Linked DNA regions of Mus musculus: region 1 is linked to region 2. The links are chromatin contacts, called in public Hi-C maps. All regions are on one chromosome and are shown on one strand. Each heading gives the region's core, a stretch centred on a gene start, on an enhancer-like site or on the middle of the called end of the contact. The rest is flanking DNA. Distances are from core to core; before and after follow the strand shown.

The links. A called contact is a pair of places that touch in the nucleus more often than the background predicts.
Region 1: a Hi-C map of cerebral cortex shows a contact between it and region 2, with 2.0 times the contacts expected there. The contact joins the enhancer-like site here to the promoter of Nptx2 in region 2. A contact is called at or near these places in 10 of 484 Hi-C or Micro-C datasets (brain, cerebral cortex, cortical neurons and 4 more), 12 of 115 datasets of contacts at active chromatin or transcription factors (embryonic basal ganglia, embryonic forebrain, embryonic hindbrain and 5 more) and 1 of 9 other capture datasets (embryonic stem cells).

What each region holds. Positions count from the first base shown.
Region 1 is chr5:144,704,313-144,709,382 of GRCm38.p6, forward strand. No RefSeq gene overlaps it. Among named protein-coding and RNA genes, the nearest start is that of Gm52796, 34 kb to the left of the region's middle. Within about 2 kb of position 3,624, at least 20 of the 459 cell types and tissues checked have an H3K27ac peak or open chromatin away from gene starts, as enhancers often do. A contact at or near this core is called in brain and cerebral cortex, where this site is marked.
Region 2 is chr5:144,543,765-144,549,395 of GRCm38.p6, forward strand. It overlaps Nptx2 (neuronal pentraxin 2), which reads left to right and starts at 2,123. Exons shown (of 5, transcript NM_016789.3): 1 at 2,123-2,719; 2 at 4,355-4,571. The coding sequence starts at 2,300.

The DNA.
Region 1 (5,070 bases), core at 2,374-4,873, 160 kb after region 2:
AGAAAAGCAGGTGGGCATCCCCAAATGTCAAGTGTCCTCTACCCCTGTCGATCTCTCTCTCTCTCTCTCTCTCTCTCTCTCTCTCTCTCTCTCTCTCTCTCTCTCTCTCTCTCGTGGTTGGTTTTTTTGTAACCCCTGCACTTAGGTGAAGAGGCAGGGTTTCAAGGCCATCCTCAGCTACACCGTGAGTTCAGGACCACCCAATGCTATGTGAGAACCTGTCTCAAAAAGAAGTCCCCTGTCAATATGGGACTGGAGAGATATGTCAGCAGTTAAGAGCATCATTGGCTGCTCTTCCAGAGGACCAGGGTTCAATTCCTAGCCCCCACATGGCAGCTCACAGCTGTCTGTTCCAGAGGATCTGGAACCTTCACAGAGACATACATGCAGGCAAAATACGAATGCACATAAAATAAGAATAAATAAATCATTAAAAAGATGTTAAAAAAAACAACATACACGTGCACACATACACATTACACACACACACACATACACACACACACACACACACACACACATGCGAAGCAATATTAAAGGTCTGGAGAGTTGTCTCCATGGAGAAGAGCAGACATTGCTCATCCAGAAGACCCAAGTCACCCAAGTTTGATTCCCAGCACCCAGATTGGATGGCTCCTAACTGCCCATAACTGTAGCTCCAAGGGACCTGACCCCATGGCTGTCCATCCAGCCCCACCCAGGCATCCTCCCATGTCTGCCTCCCCACTGCAGGGATTGCAAGCATGTACCACCACACACAGACTTTCCACGTGGTTTCTAGGACTCAAACTTGGGCCTTGAGCTTATAAAGCAGCCATTTTACCCTCTGAGCCATCTCTCTAGTGGAAGGTCTTCACAGATGGGTATCTACCCGAGTCGAGTCTCAAGTTCAAGCCCACCTCCCAGGTACAATACCTGCGGCCCAGCCACCACACCCAGACAGACCCACCAATGTGGAAGTATCAGTGACACTTTTAAAATTGCATTTATATGTGCGTATGCGTATGTGTGTGTTTACGTGTACACGTGTACTGGTGCGCACACGTCATGTCAGAGTCCAACTCATAGACGCTGGCTCTCTCCCTTCACCATGTGGGTCCCAGGTATGGGCTCAGTCAGGCTTGGCAGCAGGCACCTCTACCCACTACATGATCTCACCAGCCCATTAGTCACATTTATAAGTGAATATTTGAGCTCTGATCACATCTACCTCTTTATTATCCCATCTCATCAGTCTACTGTCATTCAAGGAAACAGGCACACTCCCAACAGGGCTCAGAGGAAGCAGATGAGCCGCAGAGAAGGCAAGGTCACATGGATAATAAACACCCGGGCTGCCTCTGAGATGCAAACTGGCCTGGAAGTATATGAAGGGCTGTAGTTTTGACTCTTTGTTTTCCCATAATTCCCTCTTTCATGCTCATGCCTGGGTAGGGATGATGCAGGGCATGTGTAAAGGTGAATGGGCTCTGCGTGGGGCTGAGTCTGCTGTTTTGCCTACCCAGGTCTGGAGCAGACAGACCAACAGTCAACAAACTACCTTCCGCCTTTGAGATATTTTTGTCTTCTTTTCTGATGCCTGAGGGTTTGGAGGAAGACAGAAGGCCCTGACAATGACCACAAACCATTCTGACATCTGCTAGATGTCCCTGTCTCATGGGACAAATTGTGCCAATTAAAGCCTTGCTTTGTGGGGCTGCTGAGATGGCTCAGCAGTTAAGAGCACGTGAAGCTCTTGCAGAGGATCCACGTGTTGAGTGACACTATTCCCAGGGAGATGTGAAAAAACTTCTCCTCACCCCAACAGGAACTGATGTCAGACCAGAGTAAGATACCACCAAAGTCCAGCTTGGTGAGCTAGTATGTTTTACTGGGTTTGGTTATAGAAATATAGGTAAGGAATTACTTACAGAAGCAGAAATGACTCAAAGACAGTTGTATCACCAACGGTAACCCCAGTGTGGATAACAGCACACAGATCAGGGAAATCTAGAGCTCACTGTCCAACCTGCAGGCAGCTTAATAGGTTAAAGTATGTCTCCTTCAGACAGCTCAGTTGGCCCCAGCCTCTTCTAGACACCTTGTCTGAGAGTGTCCATTCAGCAGTTTTTACTGCTTACAAATACTGGAGGAGGGAAGGTCTTACTGAATCTGGTCAGTTTCAGGAACTTCCTGAAACTACTGAGTTCTTTACCTCCTGAGCTTAACAACTACCCTGCAATTTGGTAGGCTTCCCCTTTAACATCCTGTATCTTAAAGCAGCTTTTCATCCAAAATGGAAGGTTTTAACCAGGGAAGACACTGCTACATGATACTATGTTTGATTCCCAGCACCCACATGTTGGGTGCCTCACAACCATTCTGTAACTCCAGCTTTTGGGAGCTGAGGAGATGGCTCAACAATTAAAAGTGCTTGCTAAAAAGAAAAGGAAGTGTTTGCCATGAAAACATGAGGCCCAGAATACAGATCTCCGGAAACTCAAGTCAAAACCAGATAGGTTTGGTGATATATCCATAATTCTAGTTTCAAGAGTCAAGAGATGGACTCCCCAGAGCAAGGCATGCAGCAAGACTATCCATATCGGAGTGCTCGGTTTGACTGAGAGACCCTGCCTCATTGAGTAAAAGTGAAAGAGAAGTAGAGTATGATTCCCAACATCAGCCATATGCGCGCGCGCGCACACACACACACACACACACACACACACACACACATGCCCACCCAGATGCAAAAACATGCATACACATACACATGAAAAAAGGAAAAAAAAAAGAGTTGCTTTGGGGGCTCAGGATGTAACTGAATTCTCTAGGACTTGGCTAGATTTCATGAAGAATCCCTGAGTTTTGTTCCCAGCTCTGTGTAAAACTGAATGTGGGTTGCCTGGGAGATGAAGCCAGCAGAAGTATCAGGAGTTCAAAGTCATCTGTAGTTACTAAGTTCAAGGCTAGCCAGGGTTACATGAGACCCTGTTGCAAAACCAAAAACTGCAAGTGCTGTCATGACAGCTCAGCAGGTAAAAGTGATTGCCACAGAGCCCCGGCAACCTGGGTTCAATCCCTGGGACCCACATAGTGGGCAAGAGAAGCAAGCCCTGAGAGTTGTCATCTGATGCCTTCACACATGAGGTGACACGTGCATGCAGGCTTTTTACAGTGAAAGCATTGTCATGAGTTAGTGTATACTCAGGGCCAGAACTACCAGCTGTCCATAGCAATGACCATCCAGGACAAGTGGCCTTAGCTTCCCCTTCCATAGAGGACCTACACAGAGTTCAGCCTGCAGGGAGCACCGAGCACATCACATGTGGGTTACTGTGACTGTTGTGACCAAGCTGGATCTCTCTCCTGGCAGAGACCATGTTCCAGCCTGGAACTCTGCCTGGTAGGCCATCCCCTACAAAGATACAGAGGGTAGAGAGAAAAACCATCTCCATGACAACCACGATACCCCCCCCCAGATGGGTTATGAGGGGGTCACTTGCTTCCCATTTCCAGGCTACAAGCTGGCAACTGAAATCTACAGGCTGGAAAAACTAGAGTGAAGACAAGAGTGGCTTCTGGCAGCAGGCAGATCACAAGCTCCCTAGGTCCCCGGGCTGCAGCCTGAGCCAGAGCAAGGGAGAAAGTAGGGCAAAGCACCCGCCTGCGCAGCGCACCCTGCCTCCCTCCCACACTGCTACTTCCTAAAGCACTGGAAAGGGACCCGATGTTCCTGAAAACACCGGACCATGAGTGGGTCACGGGTCTCATGTGGGAACAGTTCAAAGTTTTAGTGTGACCACCTATGTCTATCAAGCTATGGGAGTCAGAAGTAGACAAGGGGATTCCAGAAATCCGTGGGGTATGCATCTGAGCCAAAAAGAGAAGAACCTTGACTTTCTGTGGCATTAAAAATAAAGAAAGAAAATAAAATAACTTCTGCATGGCTAAAGATAGAATTCAGGGCCTATTATGCTAGCTAGAGCCACGCCCTTATCCCCTCACTGGGGGATTCTGTGCAGGGGCTCTACCACTGAGCCACACCCCCGGCCTCTCACTGGGGGATTCTAGGCAGGGGCTCTACCACTGAGCCACGCCCCCGGCCTCTCACTGGGGGATTCTAGGCAGGGGCTCTACCACTGAGCCATGCCCCCCCCACCCCCACCCCCCCCACCCCCCACCCCCCCCCCCGGCCTCTCACTGGGGGATTCTAGGCAGGGGCTGTACTGCTGAACTGAACCTAGCCCCTTTTCTGCAGCTTTTGTGCATGCTTGAATGATCGTGTCTACTGGACACACTGACCACCTACGTTCTTTTATGGTATGAAGCAGATCTAGTATGAATGGTTCTGTACTGGCTAGTTTTGTGTCAACTTGACACAGCTGGAGTTATCACAGAGAAAGGAGCTTCAGTTGAGGAAATGCCTCCATGAGATACAACTGTAAGGCATTTTCTCAATTAGTGATCAAGGGGGAAAGGCCCCTTATGGGTGGTGCCATCTCTGGGCTGGTAGTCTTGGTTCTATAAGAGAGCAGGCTGAGCAAGCCAGGGGAAGCAAGCAAGCCAGTAAGTAACATCCCTCCATGGCCTCTGCATCAGCTCCTGCTTCCTGACCTGCTTGAATTCCAGTCCTGACTTCCTTTGGTGATGAACAGCAGTATGGAAGAGTAAGCTGAATAAACCCTTTCCTCCCCAACTTGCTTCTTGGTCCTGATGTTTGTGCAGGAATAGAAACTGACTGAGACAGGTTCTATCTCGTGTGGAGGGCTGAATGAGAATGTCCCTCATAGCCGCTTGAGCTCTTGGTCCCAGCTTGAGGGTTCTAATTTGGGACATTCAGGAAGTGCAGCTTTGCGGAGGAAGTGTGTCACTGGAGGCGGGCTTGGAGAAGGTACAACCTCATCCTACTTGCAGTTCGCTCTCTCTGCATTGCGCTTAGGGTTCAAGGTGTGAACTCTCAGCTACATATTCAAGCCACCATGCCTGTCTGCTGCCTCCGTTCTGCCATTGTGGAACCATAAGCCAAAATAAACCCTTTCTCCCATAAGTTGTCTTGGTCATGCTGTTTATCACAGCAACAGAAAGCAA
Region 2 (5,631 bases), core at 873-3,372:
AAATAGCATAAGTCCTCTGATTTTACTGTCTCCAGAGAAAATCATATCCTCAATGCCTGGGTCTTTCCATCTGGAATTTGGCAACTCTGCTGATCCCTTCTCATAGTGGGAACTCTTGTAGGAAGTCTAAGAGCAATTATTTTGGGGATATATGCTATTTTTATGTCTTCTTGTACATCACCTTCTTTGGTCAGGAGGAAATTAGAATTCTGGAAATACGTTTAATTATTAAAAGGACAAGCCTTGGCTTCAAGTAGTTGCAAATATGAATTATTAGTCCATGTCATGAAAGGGCTGGAGAACTACAAAGAAACAATGATAATCTATTTGTCACACCCAATTAAGATCTGCCCTGGCCTGGGAGTAAAAGAGCATTAAATCTGTGAGTGGTAACTTCAAGCAGCATGTCTATATTTGGGTAATTCTGAACATGCCTGGATTTGGTACCTTACAGCATCCTCTAAAAATGTACTACTTTAGAAAGTGTTTTGAGATTTTGTTGCCTTCGTGATTGCAGTTTGTGTGTGTGTGTGTGTGTGGGGGGTGTTATTTGAGCTTTTGAGTTTCCATGTAGCCAAAGAAAGAAAGTCTAGGAAGAAATGGTAGACTCAAGGTCAAATTCAACAAGGGGAAACTTCTTTGTGGTGAGTCTAGACAACAAAGCCATTAGCCCAGTGTTCACCCCCCTGCCTACACCCTACCTTTTCCATTGATGAATATTCTTACCTGAGCCATCCTCGCTTCTGAGTCCTGCTCTGGGTCCTGTGGAGACTGAATATCCTGTCTGTAGTTTTTAATCCTTGAAGAGATTTTTCATGAATAGAACTTTCCTTATAATTTAGCAACACTGTCCTTGAAAACCCCCACAACTATTTACATAACAGAAGCTATTGTTTGAAGTGCAAAACAGGTCAGAATTTGGTTCCCAGAGATTAATCACTGCAGTCTATTTTGTATTATCATAATAATTTCATTTATTTTGATACAATTTGTTTTCAGAATCAACCCCAGCTTCTTTGCACAAGTGACAAATCCATTTGTTTCTGGTAGAATGGGTAATGTGATTAATGACCTTGCAACAGGATTTCTTTAAAAAGGGGGAACTTTTTTTTTTTCATTTTTAATTCACAGTAAACCAGCTGAGTCTGTTAAGTGTGTAACTGTTCTGAACTTGTAAGCCATGGGTAAGATTTTGAAATACCCCCTCCCAATCTTTTGCGGGGTTTCTGGGTATTAATATTAGGCTTTCTCCAAGAATCTGATGATACTAGTCTCCAGGTGTAAAGTGGACTTGTTGGATTCCCGCATTAAAAAGAACGGGGCCCCAGTCTTTGCCATGGCCCCATCATGTTTATTCCGGCTGGATGTTCTCATCAAACCGAGGTCATGCGAAATAAATAAGGTCATGCCTAGAAGGATATTGTCCCCGCACAAGAACCTTCGAGTGAACTCGTGACTACTGCCTCCTGGTCTTCTGTGTGGGCATCCCCTTCTTTCTTGCAGCATCCAGGACCCACTTCTGTCCCTGCTGGTCTGTTTCTTTCTTTCTTTCTTTCTTTCTTTCTTTCTTTCTTGTTTTCTTCCGTTTTTCCCCTTGAGTTCTCTGGGGTTGGGCCTGGGATTTTGGGTACGCCTACAGACTGTCCGCCTCTGCAATCGACCGTCGTGCTTCCCGCGCCAGAACAAGGAAGCCCACGCGAGCCGCGTAGGTGGCTCGCGTGGAAGACCCGGGTTCGAGTCCCGCTGGGAGAATTCCTCCTAGGCAAGTGGAGTCATCTCGGTCAGGATTTCTCAGCCGGAAGCCGCGCCAACACCTCTCATCGTGGGCGGCAAGTTGTCCCCGGGGCTTCTTTGACCGTGCGGGGCCAGCCGACGCTTTCTCTGACCGTTTCCGAAGCCCAGTTTCCTTTCCTAAGGAGCCTTGGGGATCCTGCACTCGCGTCTCTGAAACCCAACCCACGACAGAACCCAGCCGCCTGGGCCAGCTTAGCAATGCGCCCGCGCCCCGCCCTCCGCGTGACGCGAACGCCGGCGGACCAATCAGAGAGCGCGGCGCGAGCCCCACGCGCCTGTGGCCCCACCCTCCAAGCTTAAGAAAGGGCGCGCGGGCAGAGCCCGGGCCAGAACGCCGCGCAAAGCGGAGAGCGGGTTTTTGCGACGGCAGGCGGCGCTTGTGCTGCCGTTTCCGTGCTGCACGCGGTTCCCTCGAGTGCCGCGCTCGGACAGACGTAGCCGGCCGCGAAGGCGCCCAGACGGCAAACCAGCGACCCATGCTGAAGTGAGCACACAGGTCAGCGAGATGCTGGCGCTGCTGACCGTCGGCGTGGCGCTCGCCGTGGCCGCCGGACGAGCCCAGGACAGCCCGATACCTGGCAGCCGCTTCGTGTGCACCGCGTTGCCCCCCGAAGCGGCGCGCGCCGGCTGCCCGCTGCCCGCGATGCCCATGCAGGGAGGCGCTCTGAGCCCCGAGGAGGAGCTGCGAGCCGCTGTGCTGCAGCTGCGCGAGACCGTCGTGCAGCAGAAGGAGACGCTGGGCGCCCAGCGAGAAGCCATCCGAGAGCTCACCGGCAAGCTGGCCCGCTGCGAGGGGCTGGCGGGCGGCAAGGCGCGCGGCACAGGCAAGGACACCATGGGCGACCTGCCGCGGGACCCGGGCCACGTCGTGGAGCAGCTTAGCCGCTCCTTGCAAACCCTCAAGGACCGCTTGGAGAGCCTCGAGGTACCTGTGCGCGGTGGCATCTAGCGGGTGGTGGTCCCCGGGATCGTGGGACTGAGGATGCGGGAGAAATGGGTACGTGGGCTGGCCGGGCGCCCCCATCCACGGGGAGAGCTGAGTTCGGGGGTGCAAGTCTCGCTCCTACTCTGGACCTTACTGTGATGGCCTCCCGTCTCCTTGTCCTCTTCTGTCCCCACGTTCGATGGGAAAGGTGAAATTCTCACCCCCATCTCCATTCCGTCGCGCGCGGGGACTTACCCACTAGACTCACCGTGAACTTACCGAGGTTTTTACCTAAAGAACCCAGACTGCCAAGCCTGGAGGGCAAAACCCGGTGACCCCGGCAGCCTGTTTCCTCTTTGCAAACCTCCACTTTCAGAAGCGGGACACGCTCCTGCTGGCTGTACCCAGTGCTGAGACTGCCACCGGAGGTCAGCTGCCCCTGGGCATCTGGTGTTTTCTTTGACAAATTGCGTCGGGGTGTGGGAGGACTGGTCTTGACTGATCTGCAGGATAGTGGAGGGGGAAAGCCAGCGACCCCAGGATGTAAGCAAGCCCCTTATTAACCTCAAAGACGCCTCTTCACAGAGTCAGCTTTTTTTTTTTTTTTTTTTTAAAGATGCCCTTAGCTATGACTTTAGGGGAACGGACTTTATCTCGCTATCTTCTCCCGTGGGTAATTTGGAACTTTGGGGGAGAAATCATCAATTAATTTTCATCTTACTTCCCACCTTGTTTAAGAAGTGTGGACATTTCTGTTAACAGCGTTTATCAAAAATACCTATTAGCAAAAATGAGGTTTAAATTACAGGTGTTAATTATTGCTAAATTATCGGAGTGTTGCTTTTGGCATGATTGCTATATACAGTATTCCCAGCATCTGTGGGTCCATGAGTCATGATTACTGAGAGCTCACACTTTTTGAGTTCTAAGTGTGACTCAGGCAGAGTATTTAATTTTAACCCTTGTAATAGAGAATGGCTCGAGGCAGGTCCAGTTTTCTACAGTTTATAATCTGGTACACTGGGACACAGGGATTCAGGCGCTTGCCAAGGGCTCATGGCTGAGGGTGGCTGGCAGCCTCCGAGCCAGCGTGATGGCAGAGGAGTGAGAGAAATAGGAAGTGAGGGTTTGGATACATTAAAAACGGAGCTGTCTGGGGTTTAGTAACGTATTATACCTGACCTTTTCCAGGAATATGGCAGAGCCCGTTTGCCCTTGTACCATTTTGGAACTTGGGGACCGTGTTCATTTCTAGATGAAAGCTCGCTGGCTTTGAGTACCATTGATTAACTGTTTGAAAAAAAAATCTTAACTGTGTTTTGGGCTTTTTATGACATAGAATTGTAGATGTTGGCCAAATTTTTAGGCTTTTTGGTAAGAGAAGAAAAGCAGCTTTTTCGAGAGGAGAAAGTGAGATTCACAAGTTTCAAATATTGCAGGGAAGTAATTTTTGTCTGACTTTGAAAGCCTTTCCCTACCAAAAAGGCGGCGGCGGCGGGGGGCGGGGGGGCATCAGTAAAATGTTCTCTTTGAGCCGCTTTGGAAGCTCCTTGCTGTGTGGTTGGGTCACTGGAGCTGCGTGCCACAGTTTCTATTCAGCTGGCCTGAATCTCTCTCCCTCCCACCCTTCCAAAGCTCCAGCTCCGCACAAATGTGTCTAACGCTGGGCTGCCGAGCGACTTCCGAGAGGTGCTCCAGCGGAGGCTCGGGGAGCTGGAGAGGCAGTTGCTACGCAAGGTGGCGGAGCTGGAAGATGAGAAGTCCCTGCTTCATAATGAGACCTCGGCTCACCGGCAGAAGACAGAGAGCACGCTGAACGCCCTGCTGCAGAGGGTGACTGAGCTGGAGCGAGGTAGGTGCTGTGCGCCCGCCCGCCCGCCCGGCGCTCTGTCTGAGAGTGGCCTCCTTTTTACCACTTCAGGCAGATCTAGGATTTCCATTTATGGACATAAGTGAAGCAGTGGTAGTGGCACAACATGGAGGTGTCCTTAGATGTCTGTGCTCACAGGGATTAGCTCCTAGCCCTACCAGCATTACCCTGGGGGGGGGGGGGAACAAAGGCACTCCAGACCAGCTTGGATAAACAGCCTGACCTCTGACCTCCTGCCGGATGTAACTAGTTCTGCCTCTGTTCATCTTGCCATCTCATGCTGTGTTAGGTAAGATTCAGACAGAATCTTTCGTGAGAGACAGAGGAGGAGATGAAGGCTCCTAAAGGCTTCAGTTTGTAGTCTCAACCCCCTAACTCTCTGGGTGACCCGTGGGGTTTTAGGTTTGGTGGTGGAGGGTATAGAATCAGATTCACTAAGATGACAAAGCCAAGTTCAATGTCATGATTGACAGGAGACCATCCAATAGAAAACTGTCCCATGACCCTGGTCGTGAACAGAAGGGTCAGGTGAAAGAGGGCGTGAGCTAATGGGCTATTATTTCATTCAGTCCCCGGTTTCCCCGAAACACTTTCCTGTTTTCTGTTATTTCCCTTGACTTACTTATTTGACTTAGATTCTGTTTTGTTGTTGTTGTTGTGGGGTTTGTTTTGTTTTTGTTTGTTTGTTTGTTTTTTAGGTGCTTGAAACAGCATCTTACTATATAGCCTAACCGGGCCTTCAATTTGCCATCCTCCTGCCTCAGCCTCCAAATGCTGGGATTACAGGTGTGTGCTGCCATTTCTGACTTGACATTGATTCTTGAGTTTTCAAAAATAGTTTCTTCTCTGTCTTTCTTCTACTGCTAGGTGACATCGGGCGATGCACTGGGTCTCAGAGGCTTCGTCACAGGCAGAGAAACTGCCTCTGATTCTTTCTTGCTTGACAAGAGGGAGAGCAGCATCCTGCCCCCAGCACCCCCACACAATCACGGTGGATCCTTGGGAGGCAGGGGCCAGGGAGGAAGCATAGCAGTGAGTGACT